Regions from separate parts of the Danio rerio genome. Here region 2 is linked to region 1. Evidence: chromatin contacts called from public Micro-C data. All regions are on one chromosome and are shown on one strand. The core of a region is the stretch at or near the end of the contact, and the rest is flanking DNA. Distances in the headings are between cores, read along the strand shown. Region 1 holds the start of aasdh (aminoadipate-semialdehyde dehydrogenase). Region 2 holds the start of exoc1 (exocyst complex component 1).

What was found. A called contact is a pair of places that touch in the nucleus more often than the background predicts.
Region 2: a Micro-C map of caudal fin shows a contact between it and region 1, with 5 times the contacts expected there. The contact joins the promoter of exoc1 here to the promoter of aasdh in region 1. A contact is called at or near these places in 2 of 18 Hi-C or Micro-C datasets (caudal fin and an unstated tissue).

What each region holds. Positions count from the first base shown.
Region 1 is chr20:28,318,859-28,324,053 of GRCz12tu, forward strand. aasdh (aminoadipate-semialdehyde dehydrogenase) reads left to right here and starts at 2,777. Exons shown (of 14, transcript NM_001423801.1): 1 at 2,777-3,107; 2 at 3,216-3,336; 3 at 3,431-3,693; 4 at 4,530-4,722. The coding sequence starts at 2,875. si:dkeyp-117h8.4 reads right to left here and starts at 2,437. Exons shown (of 10, transcript NM_001082878.1): 1 at 2,271-2,437; 2 at 2,067-2,133; 3 at 1,928-1,980; 4 at 1,687-1,717; 5 at 1,560-1,585; 6 at 1,180-1,249; 7 at 1-952. The coding sequence starts at 2,345.
Region 2 is chr20:28,560,379-28,565,788 of GRCz12tu, forward strand. exoc1 (exocyst complex component 1) reads right to left here and starts at 2,469. Exons shown (of 19, transcript NM_199597.1): 1 at 2,321-2,469; 2 at 1,543-1,674; 3 at 1,324-1,454. The coding sequence starts at 1,666. zgc:153896 reads left to right here and starts at 4,213. Exons shown (of 5, transcript NM_001045194.2): 1 at 4,213-4,454. The coding sequence starts at 4,214.

The DNA of each region.
Region 1 (5,195 bases), core at 1,527-4,026:
CTAAGAAGCTCTTGGTGGATTACAGAAGACCTTCTGTTTGGACTTCCTATCGAGTTTATTTGTCTTTCCATGTTCAGAATGCTTGGTCTGAAGGTGCTTTTCCCATTTGGAGATAAGACACCAATGAAGCTACGGTGAGGCGAGGGAACAGGAGGATGTAGGCGGTCCCTGAAACAGTCTTTGTCCAATGAGGAGAGTTGGGAGATTATTGATGTTTCTCTCTGGTCAGTAATAGACAGACCTGCTCTGCTTTGTTGTGGAGAAGTCAAGATCGATAAGGTTGGAACAGCAGGAGATGTTGGTTCAACATCATAGGTCTGGTCCAGATCTGGAGATTTGTCACTATGTGAAGGGGAACCAGAATATGAAGGTGTTGAGAAGTCAATCACACGAGCAGGATTCTGCTCCGGCTTCCTGGTTAAAGCTACATCAATCCATGCAGACTGATCCGTCACACCGCTCACATCTACGCTGTTCCTTCTGGGTGAGTAAAAACAGGCACTGGACTCGTAGGATATATTGAGTGGAGAAGACTTTAGTTTGTTCTTGAGTAGATTTTGTAGTTTTGGACTACCCTTGAAACAGTTACCGATGTTTCTTTGTGCTGGACTTTGAATTTGATTGGAGAATGAGATATCTGTTGTTTTGTTTAATGTGCAGCCGTGTCTGTTTTTGAAGGATGTGTTGCGCTGTGTTGGACCAGTTTGCCAGTGATTGCGGCGATACTTCTGTACCACAGATCTCGCCGTATCAGTCAAGTGTTGGCGCCGGTATGCTTCACCAATCTGGTTAAGCATGCTGGGATAGACATCCAAAAGAGTGCTGCCATTGCTGCTCAAAGATTTCTCCAGTTCCTCATCCTCTTCCTTAGGCAAAGATAACTCACTCCACAAAGACCCAGGAGATGTGGTGTTTAAATTCACTGATTGCTGGAATGATTCAGCTCCGTGCCCTAGATGATGATCACAGAAGTAAACTTCAAAATTGCAGATGTGTTTTCTTACTTACATTTATTACTTAAGTGTAGCAGTATTATTTAAAAAAAATAAAATAAAATTATATATATATATATATATATATATATATATATATATATATATATATATATATATATATATATATATATACACACACACACACACACACACACACACACACACACACACACTCATTTCTTACATAGATTTTTGCTGTCTTCCTGTTGACCAGAGCCGTTAAGATCATCCTCGGTGACCCCTGACATGTCCATCTGAAAATGGTGAAGTATCAAAACAGAAGTTAAGAAACTTTACAATACAGGCTTGTTTACATAGAAATACTTCACGCAGAGCTGAAGCAATACGAAGATATATCGATTTATTTACTCTTGTTATTGCTTGTGTCATTCTAGAAGTCAATGAGCTGTCGTCATGATCCTAGTCAAAGTTTGGTTGCATTTGTGAGGATTAGACATATAAATGGACTCAATCAATGATAGATCAATTAAAGGCCCCTGAATCTAGTTAAATCATAATCAAGTCAAAATAAGAGCCAAATTCTATAATTTCTCTTCAACCTACCTTATCATTTTCCTGGTCTTCAAACTCTACAAAATAAAGGATAAAGAGATTAAACGTAAAATGGCATTATTGTCAAAACAGCTTATTTAAATGACCCAATATACAAAAAAAAAAAAAGGTTTCTTACCCCTCACTGAATAGTCTGCTCTAACTCGAGTCTGAATGTATTGAAAGAAATGGTAAATGTAAGAAGCCAAAAAATAAACACCCATAGAAAATGACCAGATCATGCTGTCTTTTTGAACAACTGAGTAGCATCATCATCATCATCATCATCATATCCAGAAAAGTAGAAATCAGCTAAATATACATGTTAGAAACTGTCTATGAATGTATCTTCTTGGGACATAATTTCGCTTGATTTGCACCTTTAATGCTTCCAGCTCACGTTCTCCCTCTGCACTGTCAATGGGCACAGGACCTATAAGAATGTACCATACAAAATGAGTCACATAAATTAGCACAACAGTAAAAGCATCAGTTACTAGTTTCAACATTTTCGCCTACCTCTTCCAGTCCTGCAGGTCATTGTTTTCAGACAGATGTCTATTCCAGCATCGCTTAGATTGGAATACTAGAAAGCACATAAAAATATTATTAAACGTACAGTGCTTCATGTGAGTTTTTAAATAGATAAAACGTAAAGTTAGGCCAATACAGGCTCTCTCTCTCTCTCTCTCTTAAACGCACGTTTGCATTAAAACTGCTTACCTTTTGAAAAATCGCTTCCATTGTGTTTCTGAAGACATCGTTATTTCTCTTGAACTGATCTGTATATAAAGGCATGTTGCATAAATAAATTCTACTACAAGCCAAGTTTATTTGACCAATATATGCTTTGACGCAGCGGTTCGGTTAAACTTTCGAATTTCCCGAGTGAAAATCTCGATCTCTGATTGGACGTTCTTTCAAGCGACACAAAAAACGTCATCTTAAAGCGCGAGTTTATCAACTGATTTGTCAGAGTCATCTTTGCGAATCGGTTCGTTTGAATGGTTCATTTAAAAACGGGTCTGAATTTAAAAAAATGTGTACTCAAGTCACTCATGTTTTTAAAGTAAATTGTGGACAAGAAGTAGCAATCAGTTCCATGATTTTAAAGATTGATTACCGCGATTTACCGATTTAAGGGAGACTCGTTTAAATTCGTGAACGACTCATTTAAATCTCTGTGAACCTGTTCTAACCGAGCATTCGACTCAACCGAGCGATTCGCTCTCGTCTGTATACTAGTTTGCAGGCGCTCATGAACTAGTATATTGCAATGTACAATGTAGTTAATCAAATGATTATTTAACACATTTTTCGCTCAGACATGACAGCGAAACTCCTTTACGAGCTAGTGCACGAGGCGGCGCGCGCTCACGGCGATAAAAGAGCTGTCGCGTTTGACAGCAGCATCGCAGCGCGCGTCTCTTTAACATATGATGAACTTATTTTCATGTCAGATGAATTAACTGCACAACTGCGCGTCTCTGTCCAGAATCATGAAGGTGCAATAGGGTTATTCTGCCATCCAGATGTTCTTCTTCCTGTCTGGATAATAGGGTACGAATCACTGTGTCGATGCTTGCTTAGAATGGGTTATTCTAGTAGCTAGTTAATATCAAAATACAGTTTTTTTGCTAATAATTTGTAAATTGTGTCTTCAAACAGTATCCTGCAGTTTCCTGCAGCATATTTACCTCTGGATCCTGCATCACCACCTCAGTGCAGCCTGAGAATGATCAACAACTGCAGATTGAGCTTCTGCTTGATACAAAATGAGCTGCTTCATGTGGGCTTATTATATTATATTATATTATATTATATTATATTATATTATATTAATTCTAATTGTTGTTATTAACTGCACATTTTGTAACCAACAGCAATTCCAGAGTGCCTTTTCTATCCTGATATCCGTGGAAGTATGTGCAACATTTTGTTCACACAGACTCACTTTAATCAAAATAAAAAGTGAGCAGAAGGAAAACAGTCAAGCGAACGATGCGCCTTTCAGCTCTGCCGTGACCAAAAATATCCAGCAGGGGGAGCCTTTGGCTTATATTCTGCATACATCCGGAACAACAGGCCTTCCTAAAATAGTGAAGGTCCCACACAGGTGTATTGTGCCCAATATTATACACCTGCGGTAAGAACACAGCATTCAGCATTCTATTGTAAATATCCAGTGTTTTTGTTGTTTGTTTGTTTTTTTTTTTAAACAAATGTGTTCAATTGTTTACCTGGTTGTAAAAAAATACATTAAAATTTGACTTAACAGTATTAAATCACTAATCTACTATCCATAAAAATGTGTCCGAAAACACAACAGACTAATGTTTCACGTTTAGACCGTGAAACTCTTGCTGGGTTCTATTCAGAAAGCCCTAATTCCTTTGAGAAGTACATTTGAAGGGATTATTAGAGCATAGGGAGGAGTCCTCCCAAATTAAATGCAGTATGTGACACCAATCAACTTCCCTGCACATAGAATCATGGCCCGAAGTGTCCATCAGTTGTACCTTTTAAAATACTTCATTCCAAAGAGCCCTTTGAAGTGACCAGCTTTGACCACTTCTGCTTGGAATGACACTTAAATATGGTGGCCATGATATTTTTTCACTCCAAAGTGCCCATCTGAGCAGCTGAAATATCCTGTTTGGAATGCAGCGTCTGGCTAAGCTAATCATTGTCCAATTTTATTTATTATTGAAGAAGTCCTTTTACATTGACGTGACACTTAAGTTGAAAATATTTGGTGTAACAGTCCTATTTCAAGCATTTTTAGAATACTTCTTGATTATATATAGTAAAACAATTACAGTAATGAATAAAAGTATTGAAAACATTTGAAATAAAGCTAAAGTAGAGCAGCGTGGTGGCTCAGTCGTCGAGCACTGTCGCCTCGACTGTTCTTTTCAAATTAATATTGTGAGATAGCAGAAGTCATTTTTAATTTACTTCTTTTTTTTTACTTCTCAACAGCTCTGTCTTTAAGATGACTCCAGAAGACGTCGTGTTCCTGTCGTCTCCATTAACCTTTGACCCATCTGTGGTGGAGGTGTTTTTGGCCCTTTCCTCAGGAGCGTGTCTCCTAATTGTGCCCTCTGCTGTTAAAAAGATGCCACGCAGACTCGCTCATGTGCTGTTTAAACGAAACACAACAACAGTCTTACAGGCAAGTGACTTTATTCCTCACCGAGTCTTTAATTAGACATTTCAATAATCAAATAACTTCGTTTCTCATTTTGATTTTCTCATGAATGTTCACATGCTGCGAGGTTGAGATGATGGTCCTGTAATCAACATTTTTAGCAGAAGTAATGAGCTGAAATTTTTGCATTATGCAGATTACAATGATAATGAGTGTGTTCTTTTGGTATTCACTCATTTATCTGCTTGCACCAATAATTTGTTTTCAGTGTTTTAGTTTAACATGTTTTGCATCACTCAAAACTCATTTTCACACTCCAGTGCTTAAAGACCCACTCAGATGTTGTTGTTTTTTTCCATGAAACAAATTCTATGCTTGATACATCTTTAATATCAGACACTACAAGGTCTCACAGGAAGGGAAAAGTACAGACTTTTCATCTGTCAGTATTTAGGTTTTGGGCATTTCAAACAGTGTCTGATGTTAAGAAAACCTTT
Region 2 (5,410 bases), core at 1,219-3,718, 240 kb after region 1:
GACTGAAACTGATTTTTCCATTAATATAAATAAAGATGTAATCATTTAATACAAATTAGGTTGAAAATCCTAATTTAAAATGTTGCTTTGGCAACTACCTGAAATAAGTTTAAGCACTAAAATGACAAATCAACAAATAAAATAAGTGACATTTAAAAATAAATAAAATTATTATTTTTTATTTTACAAATGTAAATAAATCTCAAAATATGATACAAAAGCCACTAATGACAATACATTAATAATCCTAAAATATACCTGTATCCAGCATCATCAAACAACCGGTAAGATAATAATATCAATATGTAACAGAAATGTGATTATTTGCATTTATGTCATGCTTGAACAGATATATAACCCACCAGTCCTACCATCCAACCCGTTCTGAGCTGGGATCGAACCAGCGATTTTTTTGCATGGGAGTCGGTGGCTCTAACAAGGTTTCATACACATTTTTACTACAAAAATTCCAGGACTTTTCCATGATTTTTCCCAAGACTTTCAAGTAAATTCTTATGACCTAATGTTTCATGCAATGTCTACATATGCATGGTAAAAAACAATACATTTGTATAATACCAAAATTATTACGGCATATACTAAAACACGCAACAATCAAATTAGTTTCAATTTATATTTATTAATTCATTCATTTTCTTTTTGGCTTAGTCCCTTTATTAATCTGGGGTTGCCACAGCGGAATGAACTGCCAAATTATCCAGCATATGTTTTACGCAGTAGATGCCCTTCCAGCTGCAACTCATCACTGGGAAACATCCATACACACTTATTCACACACATACACTACAGACAATTTAGCTAACCCAATTCACCTATAGCGCATGTCTTTGGACTTGTGGGGGAAACCGGAGCACCCCGAGGAAACCCACATGAACACAGGGAGAACATGCAAACTCCACACAGAGATGCCAACTGACCCAGCCGAGGCGATAGTGCTACCCACGGCATCGCCATGACACCCAATTTACATTTATGTCTATGTAAAATTTATTTAAGCTGAAACTGCACTAATAATGTAAGAGTATTTGATCAACCAAGGACAGAAAAGAAGTAAAGACAACGAACCTATATTAAAGTATACAGATATGTGTTGTCCATGACTTTTCCAACTGTCAAAATTCCATGACTTTACCAGGTTTTCCATGACAGTATGAACCCTGTCTAACAAGGAGACTAAAGACCATGACCTCTAGCGTCTGTTGCTAGAGCACGTTTTGAGGTCAGAGGAGTGAGGTTTACCTGCACAGCTCTTTGCTAGCTGGCCTCCGCTACACTTATAATGATTCTCATGTAACCTCTCACCTTATTGGCATCTTTAGCATCAACCTCTGTCAGGTCTCGTAGTTCCCATGCCATCTGTCTCTTATAGAAATCTCCTTTATCCGACTTCTTCACTTTGACCACCTTCACCTGCACTGGACGCTCTGTAGTCACTGAAAACAACAAAAAGACACCAAATAAACAAACGGATGCATGATGACATGCTCTGACTTGGATCTGTGGTGTGTGTCAGTGCTTTACCGGTGGCACATAGAAAACAATTCTTCTTCTTCTTCCCTGCTTTACAAACATTGACGATGCTCAACAGGCGCTCATCATTGGGAGTGAAAATATCCCTCTGAAGGGCGTGTTTAATGGCAGTCATGATTAGTCCTGAAATTAAATCACAACTGGCTTATGTAAATGAACAGACAAGGTTTTCTCTGAATATATAAGCATTCTCGACACAGTCCATGTTACTAAAATACACTGATAGTTATTCAAAAGTGTGTTTTTTGTAGTCAAAGTAAAAACTGCAATAAATAAAAGGTCACAGAGAGAGAGACGATAATTATATCATAATGGATGCTTCATAACACAAAAAGGCAAAACAAACTAGGACGAATCATTACAGAAATGCAGTTAAGATGACATTACATTAATTCGGTTTTAGAAATGCAAGCTGAACATTTTCATTCGCAAAGCTGTAATAAAATATACAAAACAGATAAAGAGGGGATTCTACACAATGTTAACGTAACTTTCTGTAAATACACCAGTGCAACGTTTTTAACAAGGTAAATTCCATACAATCAAATACAGCAGAAAATTAACGTTATTAATGTTACTAACATTACTATAACATCTACGTTTAAATTACGTTTAATAAGATATCAGGGGATCAAAAGTATATGGTTTATTGTCATAATAACACAGGTATAACGTAAGATCATAACAATAATAGGGTCAGCTGATGCAGTAAACAGCGCAGGGCCCTTTTCGGAAGCTAAGAGACTTGCGACGACTGTTCGAATCTTACCTTTATTACATCCACTGGAGACACGAAAATGTTTCCTCTAAAGGTTTGACTTGTATTTGATTAAAATAAGAGCTTTGTCCCCCAAAATATCACATCAGCTGTCAGGGACCCAGCCCTGAGAGCAGTGTGAACACAACAGCTCTAATGGGCGGAAAAACACTAACTTCCGGCTTCCGGTTAGTGGCTTTAAAATACAAGTCAAGTGTTTTTTTTATAGCCAACGGTAAACTTCCTATTTATATTTTATAAGGTTCCTTTTACAGCATCGACATCGTAATGTTATTAGAATACATTGTTCAATAAACTGAAACTTTGATTTAGTTGTTCAAGAATAAAACAAGATGATAACTTCCCGATGATAACTTCCCTGACCGTGTAACAGCTAACGTAGTGCTGTCTGTACAAGCAGTCGAGCGCAGAAACTCGAATCAAAATACTGAGGTAAAATAAATGTTCATATTTTTAATGCATGGCGGAAGAGGAAATGGAATTTAATGCAGTGCGTCTTGTCTGTCCAGAGACCCACTTCAAATCGTATTACTAACAGGCAGTGAAGATCACTGATTTTTTTTTAAAAAGAAAACGGATCTTAAACGTGGCGATTTTGTAATGGAAAGACAGTTCACCGAAAAAATTAAAATTAATTGGCTGAAAATTAAAAGTTCGAGTGCATATACCCCATTCGACCCCATTACGTTAAAACTATGGTTCTCAACAAAGAGGCCTCAAGTCATGACGTATGACGTAAAGTTTATTTAAAATAAATTAAGGAAAATGGGGGTATAAGACTTTTCAAAGATTCTTGATGTGCAATAAATGACAGCAGAAACAGTGAGCAAAATAAACTTGTCCAATGACAATTGCATAATAGGACAACAGTTTATTTTTTGCACTTTAAAATATTTTATTAGCATTTACATAAGTTTTTAAATACTTTTTTTTGCAATCTTTTATTTTTTTAATTACTGATGTAGTTACTTTTCCCCCTAAAATTAAATATTTTGATTGAATAATAAAGAAACAAAAATAACTCCATAGTTCAAGGGTGCTCTCAAGGATATATTAGAAAAAATACTATATATATATATATATATATATATATATATATATATATATATATATATATATATATATATATATATATATATATATTAAAGAGAGAAAGAGGAATGTCTGGTTAGCCTATGAAGTAATAGGGAGCAGTTGTTATTTCTGTCCAAATCTTGTCCACACTCAAGTACAGAAGAGTAATGCACCATTGAAGATGGATGCCAACCGCCGTTAAACATCAAAATAGTAGAAGAAAAAGGTTTATTAAAGCAGGACAAACAAGTAATAAAATCAACTGAGACAATTTATTTGCATTGTTTATTTTATTGACTGTCGACAACTTTTTAAGTTTTAAAAAAAATAAATATATAATTAAATATTACAAACTGAATGGCAATGTTGTGCATTATCAAAATACAACAAATGTAAATGCCTTAATATACGTGACAATGATTTGAATTCAATATATCTTGGTACATATAAAGATTAAGATCAGATTATCAACAATATTTCAGATCTCTAAATTTACCCTCCATATCAGCTTCATCCCTATCTCTCAAGATAAAGCCTCTTACGCCCAATTAGAATAAAATATTGCAAAATATGACAGCGGAGACTAGATTGTCTTTTTATTAGTAAAGGTAAATCAATTAAATAAAACCTTTACAGCATATTTTAGACTTGATTTACAACTTTAACATGATTTGTTCCTTCAGTGATTGTTTGACAATAAATTAAAAGAGAACTACAGAAAATCCATATGTTGTCTTATCAGTCTGCTGATAAAGCTTATAAAACCAAGATCAGCTTTTGCTGATATTCACTCTGCTTAAGTCTCTCAAGATGAAGTCAGAACTTGTGCTGGTGTTGGCTTTATTTCTGAGTGTGAACGGTAAACCTCTGTCAGAAAGGAGGACATATAATAAGCTGTTGCTGATCTCATTCGATGGTTTCAGGTGGGATTATGACCAAGATGTGGACACTCCAAATCTGGACAAACTGGTTAAAGAAGGAGTGAAAGCAAAGTACATCAATCCTCCAGCTCTCACTATGACATCTCCATCACACTTTACTACTATTACAGGTAAGGCTCAACTTTTACTTATATTAATATATTACTGACTTATGTTGAGAAAACACATCAGTGGTTGTTTCAATTACTTCATGAATAACAGTCAGTGAATTTAGAAGCAATGGATAAAATATATACACAATTTAAAGGGATAGATCACCCAAAACTTTTATGTACTTTTAACCATTGACTCCTATACCATGGAAGTCAGCAGTTACAGGTTTATAGCTTTCTTTAACACATCTTAATTTGTGTGAAGTGAAGGTTGATTAAATGATGACAGAATTTCCAGTTGTGGGTTTAAACTATCTCTTTAACTTTAGTTGAAATTATTTTAAAGAAAAACTTTATACTAGTATACTAGAAATTATACAACAATATAGATTGTGATACAACTGATAAATACATGTTGTAAATGTTAATACAGGATACGATGAAAAAAAATTGCCTCTAACACTTGAGTGACGTACTTTGTGCTCTTGCTTCACAAAAGCTTATACTCTGTTAAGGTACATATTGTTGTCCATTGTGCATTATCATGATGTTCAAAGTCTTAAGCTGTCTGCCGAGGGCTGCTGAACACACACTTACTAGGCCAATAAATTGAACCTAATTAAATGACAGTGCAAAGTTAGCATGTGCTCCAACTTCAAGGTTATTTACATAAGCAGAGTTTCAAGTTCATTAACCATGTGGTCAATTTACAGTTTTTATTTTGTGCATTTTAAGTTATGCTCAAGAGTAATAAAAAATACAATGACACATTGTGATCAAGTTATTTAAATCTATTATTAAACTACAGATACATATTGGTTGTTCTTGCTAAAAAAAATTATGTATAACTAGATTTATGCATAAACAGTAGAAGTCAGAATTATTAGCCCCCCTTTAATTTTTTTCTTTTTAAATATTTCCCAAATGATGTTTAACAGAGCAAGGGAATTTTCACAGTGTGTCTGATAGTATTT